Linked DNA regions of Mus musculus: regions 2 and 3 are each linked to region 1. Evidence: chromatin contacts called from public promoter capture Hi-C data. All regions are on one chromosome and are shown on one strand. Each heading gives the region's core, a stretch centred on a gene start, on an enhancer-like site or on the middle of the called end of the contact. The rest is flanking DNA. Distances are from core to core; before and after follow the strand shown. Region 1 holds the start of Pank4 (pantothenate kinase 4). Region 2 holds the start of AW011738 (expressed sequence AW011738). Region 3 holds the start of 9430015G10Rik (RIKEN cDNA 9430015G10 gene).

Region 1 (4,039 bases), core at 1,128-3,627:
CCCAGCCGCAGTTCAGCCCCAGGTTGGCCGCTACCTTCTTCCGAAGGCTCCCTCCTCCGGCTGGCTGGCCAGCAGGAGGGTCATTCTTAGAGAATGTGTGTGCAGAGTTGTCATTTGGGGATAATCAGGGCCCACCCTCTGCCGCCCGTCCGACCCCGTGGGGTTGTTTTGTGTTTGCATTTCAGCAAGTGACTTCTGCGAAGTTCCTGGTCACCACCGGGGGTTCTATGATATTTGTAGAGTCGGGGGTTGGCTCACCCCAGCCCGTAGAGGACTTTCTTCAGGGCCCGTTGCTGCTGGGCAAGCACCCTGCAGGCGGGCTGTGCCCTGGGCACATTTGCCTTTTGTGAAGGCGGAACTGCAGGTGTTTCCTCATAGGAAAGCACTCAGCCTGCGTGGGCGTAGGGCCCATGGGGCCTCACCTCAAGGTCCACATGGCCTTGGCTGTCTGATGCGCGCTCACAGTGGGCTGTCTGGGAGGGTGGGGTCTCCACGATGATCCTTAAAGGATTCCTTTGTATGGGTGGGTGCATGTGGGCACGATTTTGTACTTAGAATTTGAACTCTTGGTCATGTGGGAGAACACAGGCTGTTCTGAAGGCTTCTAATAAAATATCAAGCCCTCCATGTCTGTGCCTCTCGTCTGTCCTTAGCAGCCTAGGGGCAGCCTGCCCGGTGACCGGAGGTGGAACAGTGGGATCTACCATGTTCACAGTGAAACCGGGATCAGGAGGAGTGCTTGCTGGTGGTCCTCTGCCATAGAGGAAAAAGGGAGGGCAGGAGGTGGAGAGGAGAGGGGCATACAGAGCTGTTGTTGCTCTCATGGTGAACAAGACCTGGGTGGCCGCTGGGGGTTTCTGCTAGCTCCCAGGTCAGGGTAGGGGAAGAGATCCTAACAACTGTAGACTCTCTGCTTTGTCCACTGAGAGGAAGCTGAGGGCCTCAGTGGACCTCTTGCTGCAGCAAGAGGCTCGGCTGTGCCGAACCTGAGAAAGTATCTGTTCTAGCTCCCGCTTCCCCTTAGTTCACCTGCTTAGGCGATTCATAAATGCCCTCCCTTCCACAGAGCGACCAGGGCCAGGACTGACCCATTCCATTCAAACTATGAGCCTGGTAGGTATGGGCTATTGTCTAAGACAGGGTGTCCGCTTTAAGGCAGGCTATAGGTTAGTCAAGTTCACAGGGCTCTCCAAAGGCAAAACCCATGGAGCAAGAAGTGGGAAGGTGTGTCTACATGTCTTCTGAAGGACAAAGTCATAGATGTGGCTCCCATCCCGACTTGGATCTTTCCCATCTAGAAGTTCATTAGCCACCACCCCCCTCTTATTCCTATCCACTCTGCCAGGGACCACCTGAGGACCCTTCTGTGACCCACGTATAGTAAGCAAGGACAGAGAACCTCATCTGCACTCATTTAGCTTACCACAGGAGCAGCAGAACTTCTACAGATGGGGAGGAGGCCAGTGCCCTTGTGGAGTGTCCTACACACAGGCCGGGCATACTCCACTTACAGGGACTGAAGTTGCTGGGTCACCTCACTCTCAGGAGCCCTGCCACTCTGGAGCAGGCTCTCCCATTCAGAGTACACCCACTCTGTTGGCAGGCACATACAAGGTTGCCTCCTCTCGGAATCAATGTAGATAGATATATGGCAGCTGAGCCTGCGCACTGCCTCAGTCCTGTGCTCCAGGAGCCTGGCAAGTCAGTGAGCAACTGCCTGCAGACAGAACCTTGCAGAGAGCGAGGTATTAAGTTACACGATGGCCCTCTTGGAGGACACAGTGCTCTCTCTCAAGGGACTTAAATCAACAGGAACTCCAGATCACCTCCACTTTGAAGCCCGGTCCCCTCTTCCATGCGCCCTCTCCCTTTCCCTCCTATACTTTGCAAAGATTGCTGTTAAACTGCCGATCTTCCCCAGCTGCAGACGCACGACCCTATTCATATCCCTTCCCCCTGGCTGGGCATTTCTCGAATGTAGGGTCTTTAAAACTACTCCAATTAACATGGGAGTTTTAGAATTGAAGGTCCCACTTCTTTGGGAAACCAGGATGGTGGGTCACCCTAGCAGAAATTACAGCAGCTTGCAGGGCCAGCCTCACAGCAAGGAGATATGAAAGCACGATCGCCAAAATCAACCCAAGTTAGCATCTAGCCAGCTCAGCGAAAGAACAATATTCCAAAAGCTTCATATTGGTAGTTTGGAAAATAACGGCCCTCCCTTCCCAGTCCTGGCCTCTGGGACACTTGCTTGTCTAGGACGGTCGGGTGGCCTGGCCTCCAGCACAGGCGGACGGGGGGCGGAGACTCATTAGCATAATTTATGCACGCGGTCGTTTAGCAGTCAATTATATGCGCATATATTTCCATGGCTGATGAGGCTGGCCGGGCACTTTCAAAATGGCGGAGCGTGGAGCGAGTGGCGGCGGGAGCGGCGGGGACAGTCTGGACAAGAGCATCACGCTGCCCCCCGACGAGATCTTCCGCAACCTGGAGAACGCCAAGCGCTTCGCCATTGATATAGGTAGACACGGACCGGGTACTCAAGAAAGTGGCCGGAGCAGTGGGCGCGGGCGGCCAGCCAGCGGGGGCGGCGGGAAGGACGAAGGGCGGGGGCGCGGGCCATGCGCACAGCCTCACGGGTCGCCGCACAGCCTCTCGGGACTCATAGTGTGCGCGGCGTCAAGGTGCGGGACCGAGCGGGCTGTGGGACTCCAGCTCCCGGTAGGCGCTGCGCGGTTGGAGCGGGGCACGTCGGGCCTCGTAGTCCGCGCAGCGCCGGTGGCTCAGTGGAGGGACGGGCGGGGCGGGTGGCCTCGGGGGTCCTCATCTGCTCAGAGTCCCCCGGGATGAGGCTGGCCATGGCCCCGCGGCGCACTCCGCCGGAGTTCCGGCTTCCCAGTGAGCTGTGGAGACGTTGGGCCTGGACACTTGTCGAGCGCTGCAGCGTGGACCGTGGCTACGGCCGCCGCCTCCTGCGCGCCTAGGAGTTCACCTTCCTGCCGACCCGCTACAGGCCCACCTTAGATCCCCTTCGCGCGTTGGGCAGCCTCATGCCCACTAACAAGTCCTCGGGGGAGGTTCTTTCATCGCCCTGGTGTGCAGATGCGGAGACCAAGGCACAGAAGAAGGCTAGCTTTCTCCGTGGTCTCTCTATTCGTAGATCCAGGATGGGAGCCGGCCAACGCTCCCCCTCCCCCTCCCCCACCCCTACCCCTGTCCCCCAAGCTCTCTGCTCTGCATCCTGTTATTGAGGAGCTTTGTACCCAATTGCTTGCAGGCGTTTCCCCGCGTATCTCTTGATGCCAGCATTGTCAGTGAGGCCCCACACAGCCGGGCAGCATCCGCAGTCTTGGACTTATCTCCGTGAATCAATGGGTGTGCTGCTGGCTCTTAGCCTCCTTGGAAAGCCTAGGTTGTTAAGAGACTGTGAAGAATCTCGTTACTTCTGGAATATTGAATAAGTCCCCCACCCTCTTGCTTTTGGGTTGTCTCTCTGACGTGTTCTTCCTTGGGAGGAATGAGGAATGGAAGAGAAAGTAAAGATGGCCTGCTGGCTTGTCCTGTGTTCCAGCTTTATCAAGGGCTCAGGAGGGTGGTGGAGTGGGCCAAGATTCTACTAGCACCTGAGATAACTCGGTGACTGGCTGTATATTAGTTTAGAAGTGATGAGCTTGCAGCCCCAGCAGAGGGGACTGTCCACAACCTGACCTCTCCAAAGGCCCCAAGGCAGCTGTTCCAGGATCCTGAAACCTTCACTCCAGGGCTGGGTTTTATGCTTTGCCCTGTGGTCTTATACTTATTCATTAGGAAGGAGGCAAAATTAAATAACTGTGTCTGGAAAGCAGGTGAAAATGAATTCAAACATCATCAGGCAGTTAAGAAAATAGGGTTCACCTCAGATAATCTATTTGGTACCTAGAGACCATCTAACCAACAGCCAATAAAGCATGAGCTGTAGTAGAGAGGTGCCTTCGAGCTGAAGGCCTGAGGCCAGACCAGGGCTGTCTGGACAGAAGGACATTGCAAGGGATGTTCA
Region 2 (4,039 bases), core at 481-2,980, 1.2 Mb after region 1:
TCTGAGATTTTAGTGATTCATCTTCTGTGCCATTTTCTGCAGTTCTGGGAACAGAACCCAGAGCTTCATGCATGCTAAGTAAGTACTCTAACAATTGAGTTATATACTTAGTACTCAGTTTTGGTTTTTTTTTTGTTTGTTTGTTTTTGTTTTTTTGGTTTGTTTTTGTTTTTGTTTTTTTTTTTTTGTTTTTTTTTTGTTTGTTTGTTTTTTGTTTTTTGAGACAGGGTTTCTCTGTATAGCCCTGGTTGTCCTTCTGGCTGTAACTCACACTGTAGACCAGGCTGGCCTCAAACTCAGAAATCTGCCTGCCTCTGCCTCCCAAGAGCTGGAATTAAAGGTATGTGCCACCACTGCCTGGCTTAGATTTTTTTTTTTAAGGTTTAGTTTTAATTATGTGGATACAGTGTATTTGGGGGGGGGGGATTGTGTATATGTGAGTGCAGGAAATTAGAAATTTAGAAGAAGGAACTGAATATATAAATTTTCTTTCTTTCTTTATTTTGCTTATATGCATGCATATGTGTGCTTATACATGTCAGAGATTAATGTTGAATGTTTTCTTCAATCACTTTCCACATAGCCATCTTTCCAGCCCAATATTTAAAGAAAATTAAAGAAGTAGGACCACCAGTAGGGTGTCTAGCCCCTCCTGTGGTCTCAGGCCACCTCCATTGAATGGAGGCAGCTGCCAGGCTACGCTGTGCTTAGTAACCTGAGTACAAAATGTCTGTATGTATAGCAGTGTAACTCAGAATGAAAACAATAGCAACCATTAAAATAATAATGGCCCTGTTTTTCTTATTTTCCTTTGGAAAAAAAATTTGGTGTGTGTGTGTGTGTGTTTTGAGACAGGGTCTCACTATGTAACCCTGGCTGTGCTGGGACTTACTCTGTAGACCAGGCAGGCCTCGAACTCACGGAGCTCTTTCTGTCTCTGCCTCTTGAATGCTACATTAAAGGCACGTGCGGCTGTGCCTCACTTGCCCTAAGTTTTTGAGTTCTTCTTGGCTGAACTTAGCGGTGGGGTAATTCAGGATACATCACTGGCACCATGACATCATCCCATCTGGTTTCTGTCACCACTGATATCCTTATCCTTACACTGCACGAAGTCGTCCTTCCGCTGCCCTGTGATATCAGTTGATGTCACTTATCAGGTGACCAGGACCAGTTGACCCCTCTCTAGTCTCGGTGTCTGGTGTTGGTTCATCTTTCTACCCAAGCTTGTTCCCAGACCTCTGTGTTAGTTTCAGGCTCCTTGCTGGAAACAACGCTGCCCATGAGCAAATGCTGTTCGGCTGAGGAGACAAGTGGCTGTCTTGATCCTGCTCGGGTCTTGGGTAGGGCTGTGTGAGGAGCCTCAGTGGGTCCTGACTTCACAGTCCTGAGGATTTGCTTTCTAGTTTTTGGAGAAATATCCTTCTGGATTTCCTACCAGGTGCTCATGACTTGCCTCCCATACCCTCTGGTGCTTCTTCTCCAAAACTAAGTGAGCCAGGAGCCCCCGCCCCGCCCACTCTAACCCGAGACCTCTCGGATGCAACGTCGTCGGGTTCACTTTCGTAGCCGGAGATCGGCTACGCGTAACAACCGGAGAGGGCGGGCGGCAGGCCGGGCTGGAGGCTGGCTCTTCATTGGCTGGGAGGAGTGTGGGAACTGAAGTCGAGAAGGATTCACAGCCCCGCCGCTCCCCCCCCCCCCCCCCCGTCCGCCGTATTTAAGCGCTCAGAGCTCGGCCTCCGGGTTCGGTGTCGCAGGCGCTCGCCCACGCGGTGCGCACCGGGGCGCCAGGTACAGCGTGGAAAGCCGGGCGAGCGTCTCAGCCCTCGCTAGCTGGACCTGGACCCCAGACCAGTGGGCAACGCTGCCAAAACCCGCAAAGTCGAGCGAGGGACAACGGAACACCGGATTCAAGCGCGGCTCTACCTAAAAGTCCTGGAAGCTGGAGAAGGGGCGGCGAGCGCGCGTCAGTGCAAGCCTGGCTCTGCTCCCGACCGTCACTGCGACCGCGGGCGCAGGAAGGATGTGAGTGGAGGCCGGGGCGAAGCCCGGTTCCCAGGCCTTCTGTGGCCCTCACTCAGAGCCCACGATTCAGAGGGAAGGGTAACTCTCTGCCTTGCCACCCGTCCTGCGTTCCCGCCTCCACGGCTCCCAAGCTCACAAAACCGAGGACAGCTGACATCCTGGAGATGAGCGTAAAAGACATCTGCAGCGCCTACACGGCCCGGTGACAGCTGGGGTCACTGCGTGGAGGTGAGCTGTGTGCGGGACAGGGACAGATTCCCGCGCTTGCAGCTCCCTAACCCTAATCCTAACCCTGAGAGCTCAGCAAGATGGCTTTGCCGAGCCTGAGACCCTGGGCAAGTTCTGGGCTCTTTCAGAAAGTGTCTCACCGAGACGATCTGCTTCCTGGCAGGATGTGAGGGGGTCGCCTGCCTGTCCCAGCTGGAACCAGGAGCCGGCCCGCCTCCCGCCTTCGTGGTGCATTTGCAGAAGTTTGACTCCAGTACCTCCTCCCACTCGAGAACCGGGTCTCTGGGCCCGAGCTGAACCTGGAGGTTGTGGCCGCGGTGAAGTGTGGCTTGTCTTACGACTGCAGGCTTGCACCAGAGAATGCGTATTTACAGTCGCACGGCGCATTTGTTTGGTTTTAAACCATATGGTTCAGTAGCACCGCTTCCTAGCTCTGGCATCCCTGACCCAGATCGTTTCCCAAGCCCTTCTTCTAGTCGGGGATATACGGATGGGGATGTGTCCCCTCACACTCCAGGGTTGGCTTTGCTTTGCTTAGTGTTGGAGTCTGCAACTACCCTGGGATATAATATGGACCCCAATAGGGGGCAACCAAGAAGGTGACAGTCACCAAGCTGTCTCGGTGCAGTAAGGTGATTGGGGAGAAGTATGGGAAGGGGGGGGTTCCTGATTTAAAAAAATAACTGTGTGTGTGTGTGTGTGTGTGTGTGTGTGTGTGATTGTGATGTATGCATGTGCTACTATGTATCCATGGGCAAACAGCAAGACTTCTGCCAGGAGTGGGGTGGGGTTGTAACCATGGTGGGACGGGGTTGTGGTGGTGAGGGTGATCCATGCCTTTAATCCCAGTGCTCTCAGGAGGGAGAGGCAGGCAAATCTCTGAGTTTGGGGACAGCTTGGTCTACAGATCAAGTTCCAGGACAACTAGCGCCACACAGGAAACCCTGTCTCAAAAACCAAACCAAAACAACCAAAGAAATCTCTCATTGAGCTGAAAGGTGAGCTCTCAGAATTTGTCAATGTCTGTCCCCTATTCCTTGTGCTGGAGTTCCAGGCAGGACAGTCATGTCTAGCTTTTTACATGGGTTTAAACCCAGTCCTCCATGCTTGTAGAACAAGTGCTCTTACCCCCTGAGCCATCTCCTTAGCCCTGGTACTACTGGGCATGGTGGCACATGCCTGTAATCTGTGCTTGGAAAGTAGAAGCAGGTGAATCACTGTGAGTTTGAGGTCAGCCTAGTCTATATAGTGAGTTTCAGATCAGTGAGTTCCAGGCCAGCCAGGGATGCACAGGGAAACCCTGTCTTTAAAAGAAATAATAATAAATTTCATACTCTTCTCCAGACCCTGAAAGGTGATCTGTGTTGATTTGTGCTGCACTTAGGGGAGAGCTGACCTTGTCTGCCATGAAACCTAAATTTTCGCTATTTGCATTCTGCTTATTCTCATGGTTCAACATAAAGATAGCAGCTTCTAGCCAAGTTGAGCTTCCCTTTCCCAACTCCAGTTCCCTTCCTGCAACACAGGCAGGGATTCCTGCAGGACAGGCTGGCAAGGACACATCATCCCTAGACAGAGTATACAGAGTGTCTGTTGTTAACTGTATGGAAGCGTCATCTGCCAATAAAAACGCTTACGGCCAATGAGTTGAGGCAGAAAGTAAGAGGTGGGACATCTGGCAGAGATGAGAATCTGGGAATTCGTCAGGAACAAGAGAGATTTTCATCAGAATGCTGAGGAGATGGAGGTAAAAGACAAGGAGAGGAACCAGCCATGCAGATGA
Region 3 (4,039 bases), core at 785-3,284, 1.1 Mb after region 1:
GAGAAGCTCCGCCCTCTCAAAAATTCTTATTTTCACTGCCCTGTGCCCATTTCCCTGATGTTCACTCCTGGGAGCAGAGGGCATCTGTCCCTGGATTTGTCCCTCTTCCTGGATTCTTCCCTTGAATAAATAGCCTTTGTGAGATTCACTGCCTGGAGTTACTCTGTCATTGGAAGAAGCCAAGAAAAGAAGCTAAGAAGTTGAGGGTCCTGAGCTCCTCAGCTCAGTTGGGGATCCCTCCCCTGGGAGCTGCAATGCGAGGAGGCTTCCTCTCAGAGCTGTGTGGTTCTTGGGTTCCTGAGCCCGCAGACACCTTTCCATCCTAGCAGAAGCATTTATAGTGAAAGAAGAGGTGCTAGTGTCCTGCGTATGACTCTTCCCTCATACTCACTGCCTACCAACGCTCCGTGGATGTCAAGTCTCTGATGAACACACACACACAACCCTTTCAAAGTCATCTGTCTTTTCCTAATACTTGCCAGAAATACTAGAGGTCCTGGGGGTAGCCCAGAGGAAGTACAAAAAAAGCAACACAGACAGAAATCCTGTCTGTCCTGATGTCACTAATTTAGGAAGAATCTCGTCCATTTTACCACAGTCCCCCCCCCACACCCCCCCCCCCCCCCCCGTGCTGCTGTAGTCACTGCGGCTGGCCAAGAAAGACCACAGCTTTATTCTTAGATCCACTGGGCCTTAGGGTAGAATTCCAGAGAGGAGTAAATCGCGGTGGTGCAAAGAATGCTGAGTTGTCTGACCAGCTCTACCAGATCAGAGAAACTGAGGTCATGAGGAAGTGAGGAAGGCCTAGCAGAGAGCAGGGTGAAAAAAACAGGACCAAGCCTGACAGATACTCTCTAATCTTTGTTCAAAACAGAGCCCTGGTGCACACAGTTTTGCTCTTTTCCAGGGGCGGTCTAGTGGTTCTACCTCACTTCAGAGAAGATGTAAGCTTTCAAAAAGTACAGTGCCAGGGCTGGTGAGATGGCTCAGTGGGTAAGAGCACTGACTGCTCTTCTGAAAGTCCTGAGTTCAAATCCCAGCAACCACATGGTGACTCACAATCATCCATAATGAGAACTGACGCCCTCTTCTGGGGTGTCTGAGGACAGCTACAGTGTACTTACATATAATAATAAATAAATCTTTAAAAAAAAAAAAAGTACAGTGCCTCCTCCTTGTGTTACTGTGGGGCGTCCATGGAGTTTTAGCTTCTGTGAAGAAGCCTAAGTACCCGAGGCCTCCAAAGTGAGAGGCCGGGGCGATCAGGCAGCCCAGAGACAAGACTCCTCCTAAGCATTCCACTTGGTGACCCCAGAGGCACCATGCTCGGCTTAAGAGTGGGTGTGGCTTCCCATTTGGGAGGAACCAGAGTCCAGCTCCCTAAGCAGACACGCCAAAGATGTATTAGAAAGTCCCGATTTTTACAAAAGAATGAATTTGAACTTTGTCTTCATCTTGAAATGGGGCTAGCCAAATCACGAACTATAGCCAGTTAAATATTTCAAAGGCTACCATAGCCTTGATTGGCAGTTCTGATTCTTTTTTTTTTTTTTTTGAGACAGGGTTTCTCTATATAGCCCTGGCACTCACTTTGTAGACCAGGCTGGCCTCGAACTCAGAAATCCGCCTGTCTCTGCCTTCCAGTGCTGGGATTAAAGGCGTGCGCCCCGACACCCGGCTCCAGCTTTGAATTCTTTTGTGACCCTCTTGGAGCGAGGCGGACGTTACACTCCATAGCCTTGCTTAGAACCAAGGCCGGCCACCTAACAAGGACTACGATGATTGGCCGCCCCTAGAACTATTGGGGAATGTAGTCGTTTCCTTCCCTCCCTAGGCTCAAGTCCTCTTGGACTACATTTCCCAGTCAGCGCTGGGAACGCAAACCCGCTGCCAGGACGGAATCCTGGGTAAACGCACTTGGGCGAAGGGGCCGCTAGGAGTTGTAGTTTTTTTGCCCTCGCCACGGCCTGGGCGGGGGCGGGCCAGAGACTACAAATCCCAGAGACGCTCGCGGGGCGCGCGCAGGGCGGCCGGTACGAAAGGAGCTCGGCTGGCGAGTGGTGAGTGAGGGCCCTGCTCTGGCGGAGGTGGCGGCTGCAGCGACGCCGTAAAGGCCGCGGGTAGCGCAGACTCTGGGACTCTGAGACTAATGCAGGGCCTAGCGGGGCAGCGCCTCCCTCGCTGCCTGCCATCTTGTCAGTGAGGAGGCGGTACGGACGGAGCCGGGAGTGGAGCGTGGTGGATGGAGGGACGGGGAGGTTGCAGGGGACATGGACCGCGAGCTGCACGGAGGTGGAGGACGTGGGAGATGGGTTGGTGTCGTGAAGGGGGCGAGGTCCTCCCGCGGGATGTGCTCTTCTTGAGGACTTTGCCGTGAGAGCCACTATATCAGCGAGTTACACATCCTCCCGCGTTTCGGCGCATTAAATGTAAAGGTGTCGAACTTAGCCCAGTATTTTGTTTTTTTATTGTTTTGGGAAAGGGGTTGGCCATGTAACCCCTGCCGTTGTCTCGTAATCTTGTTGGGTTTTCTTAGTCTCACTGCAGTGTACAAAGAAGGCAAAACTGTTTTTTTTTGTTTGTTTGTTTGTTTGTTTTGTTTTGTTTTTAATTTGTGGGTTTGTGGTGCTGTGTGTGGCCGAGGTGGGGTGGGGGCAGGATTTGAATCTGGGGCTTTCTCACATTTTGCTTCTCCTCTACAATAAATCCCGCAAGAAAGTCATGGGTTGGCTTCACCAGGTTGAGCCAGGTTACAAACATAGTTTGGTAACTACGTTAAGAGCTAGACAATAATTTGAGTCCGTTTTTATTTTTAGAAGCTCGTAGAAGGAACTACAGATCTGAATTATGCAGATAGTTTCTTTCTCCACCCCCCCCCATCCCCCCTTCCTTTTCTTTCTTTTTTTGAGACAGGTTGGCCTGGAACTCATTCTGTAGACTAGGCTGGGATTAAAGGCATGTGGCCCCGTAACTCGGCTAATAGTTTCTTTTCTTGACTTCCATATCCTGGCCTTAATAATCTTCCCCAAAACAAAGCAAGCACATATCTTGATGAGTTTAACTCATCTTAGGTGAGCTCTTTTGTCCACTAGCAGCATCTGTCACAACCTTTCGGAACTGGCTTGCATTTGTTCATGTTAATTTGGATCTATAAGGTAACTCATTAAAAGAACATTGCTACCAGGCAATGGTGGCACACATTCCCAGCACCTCGGAGGCAGAGGCAGGCAAATCTCTTGAGTTCCAGGCTCCAGGATAGTGGGTAAGAACAGGTATTCAACAATGCTACTCCTTGTGTAGCTACCTAATGATGAGAATCTATCTCAAAAGAAAATCAGCTTGAAAGACATCATCTACTACATAGTTTGAGACCAGCCTGAAATACATAAGACTGCACACACATGCACAGTGGTCTGTAATCCCATGCTTGTAACCCTAGCACTTTGGGAGGCAGGGGCAGGAGTTGAAGACCAACCTGGTCTACATAGTGATGCAGTGAGTTCCAGGCAAGGTTGGCCTTCATAATGAGATCCTAATTCAAAAAAATAAAAAGGTGTGGCAAAGATAGCTCAGTTAAAAGTGCCTGCAGAACAAGTATGAGGATGAGTTTGTAGCCACAGTGCCCACATTAATGTGAGGAATGGAGTCAGATGGGTTCTTGAGCTCATTGATTGGTCAGCTGAGCCGCATCAATGAGCTCCCGGTTCAATGAAAGAGCCTGTCTCAAAAAATACAGTGGATGGGGACTGGGTAGATGGCTGAGGGTAAAATGCGTGTGTAAGCATGAGAGCCTGAATTCAGATTCCCAGTCCCTATTGAAAGAGCAGGTGGCGTACCTCCCTCATCCCAGTTTGAGTAGAAGGAAAACAAGCAACTCCTCAGGGCAGGCTGACCATCCAGCAAAGGTGATGAGGTCTGGGTTCAGTGAAAGATCCTATGACCCACCTCTAATTCCAGCACCAGAGAAGCAGAGGCAGGGGAATCGCTGTGAGTTCAAGGCCAGCTGGTCTTCACAGCTAGTTCTAGGACAGCCAGGATT

The links. Promoter capture Hi-C pulls out the DNA fragments that hold promoters and counts their contacts.
Region 2: a contact with region 1 is called in a promoter capture Hi-C map of erythroid cells, with 5 times the contacts expected there. The contact joins the promoter of AW011738 here to the promoter of Pank4 in region 1.
Region 3: a promoter capture Hi-C map of liver shows a contact between it and region 1, with 3 times the contacts expected there. The contact joins the promoter of 9430015G10Rik here to the promoter of Pank4 in region 1. A contact is called at or near these places in 1 of 39 promoter capture datasets (liver) and 1 of 484 Hi-C or Micro-C datasets (uterus).

Annotation. Positions count from the first base shown.
Region 1 is chr4:154,961,746-154,965,784 of GRCm38.p6, forward strand. Pank4 (pantothenate kinase 4) reads left to right here and starts at 2,378. Exons shown (of 20, transcript NM_001305804.1): 1 at 2,378-2,524. The coding sequence starts at 2,401. Gm42363 (a long non-coding RNA gene) reads left to right here and starts at 2,532. Exons shown (of 2, transcript XR_881640.3): 1 at 2,532-2,724; 2 at 3,281-3,568. It overlaps Hes5 (hes family bHLH transcription factor 5), which reads left to right. Exons shown (of 3, transcript NM_010419.4): 3 at 1-626.
Region 2 is chr4:156,201,554-156,205,592 of GRCm38.p6, forward strand. AW011738 (expressed sequence AW011738) reads left to right here and starts at 1,731. Exons shown (of 1, transcript NR_030671.1): 1 at 1,731-4,039. It also overlaps a transcript of Perm1 not described here.
Region 3 is chr4:156,107,964-156,112,002 of GRCm38.p6, forward strand. 9430015G10Rik (RIKEN cDNA 9430015G10 gene) reads left to right here and starts at 2,035. Exons shown (of 10, transcript NM_177205.1): 1 at 2,035-2,210.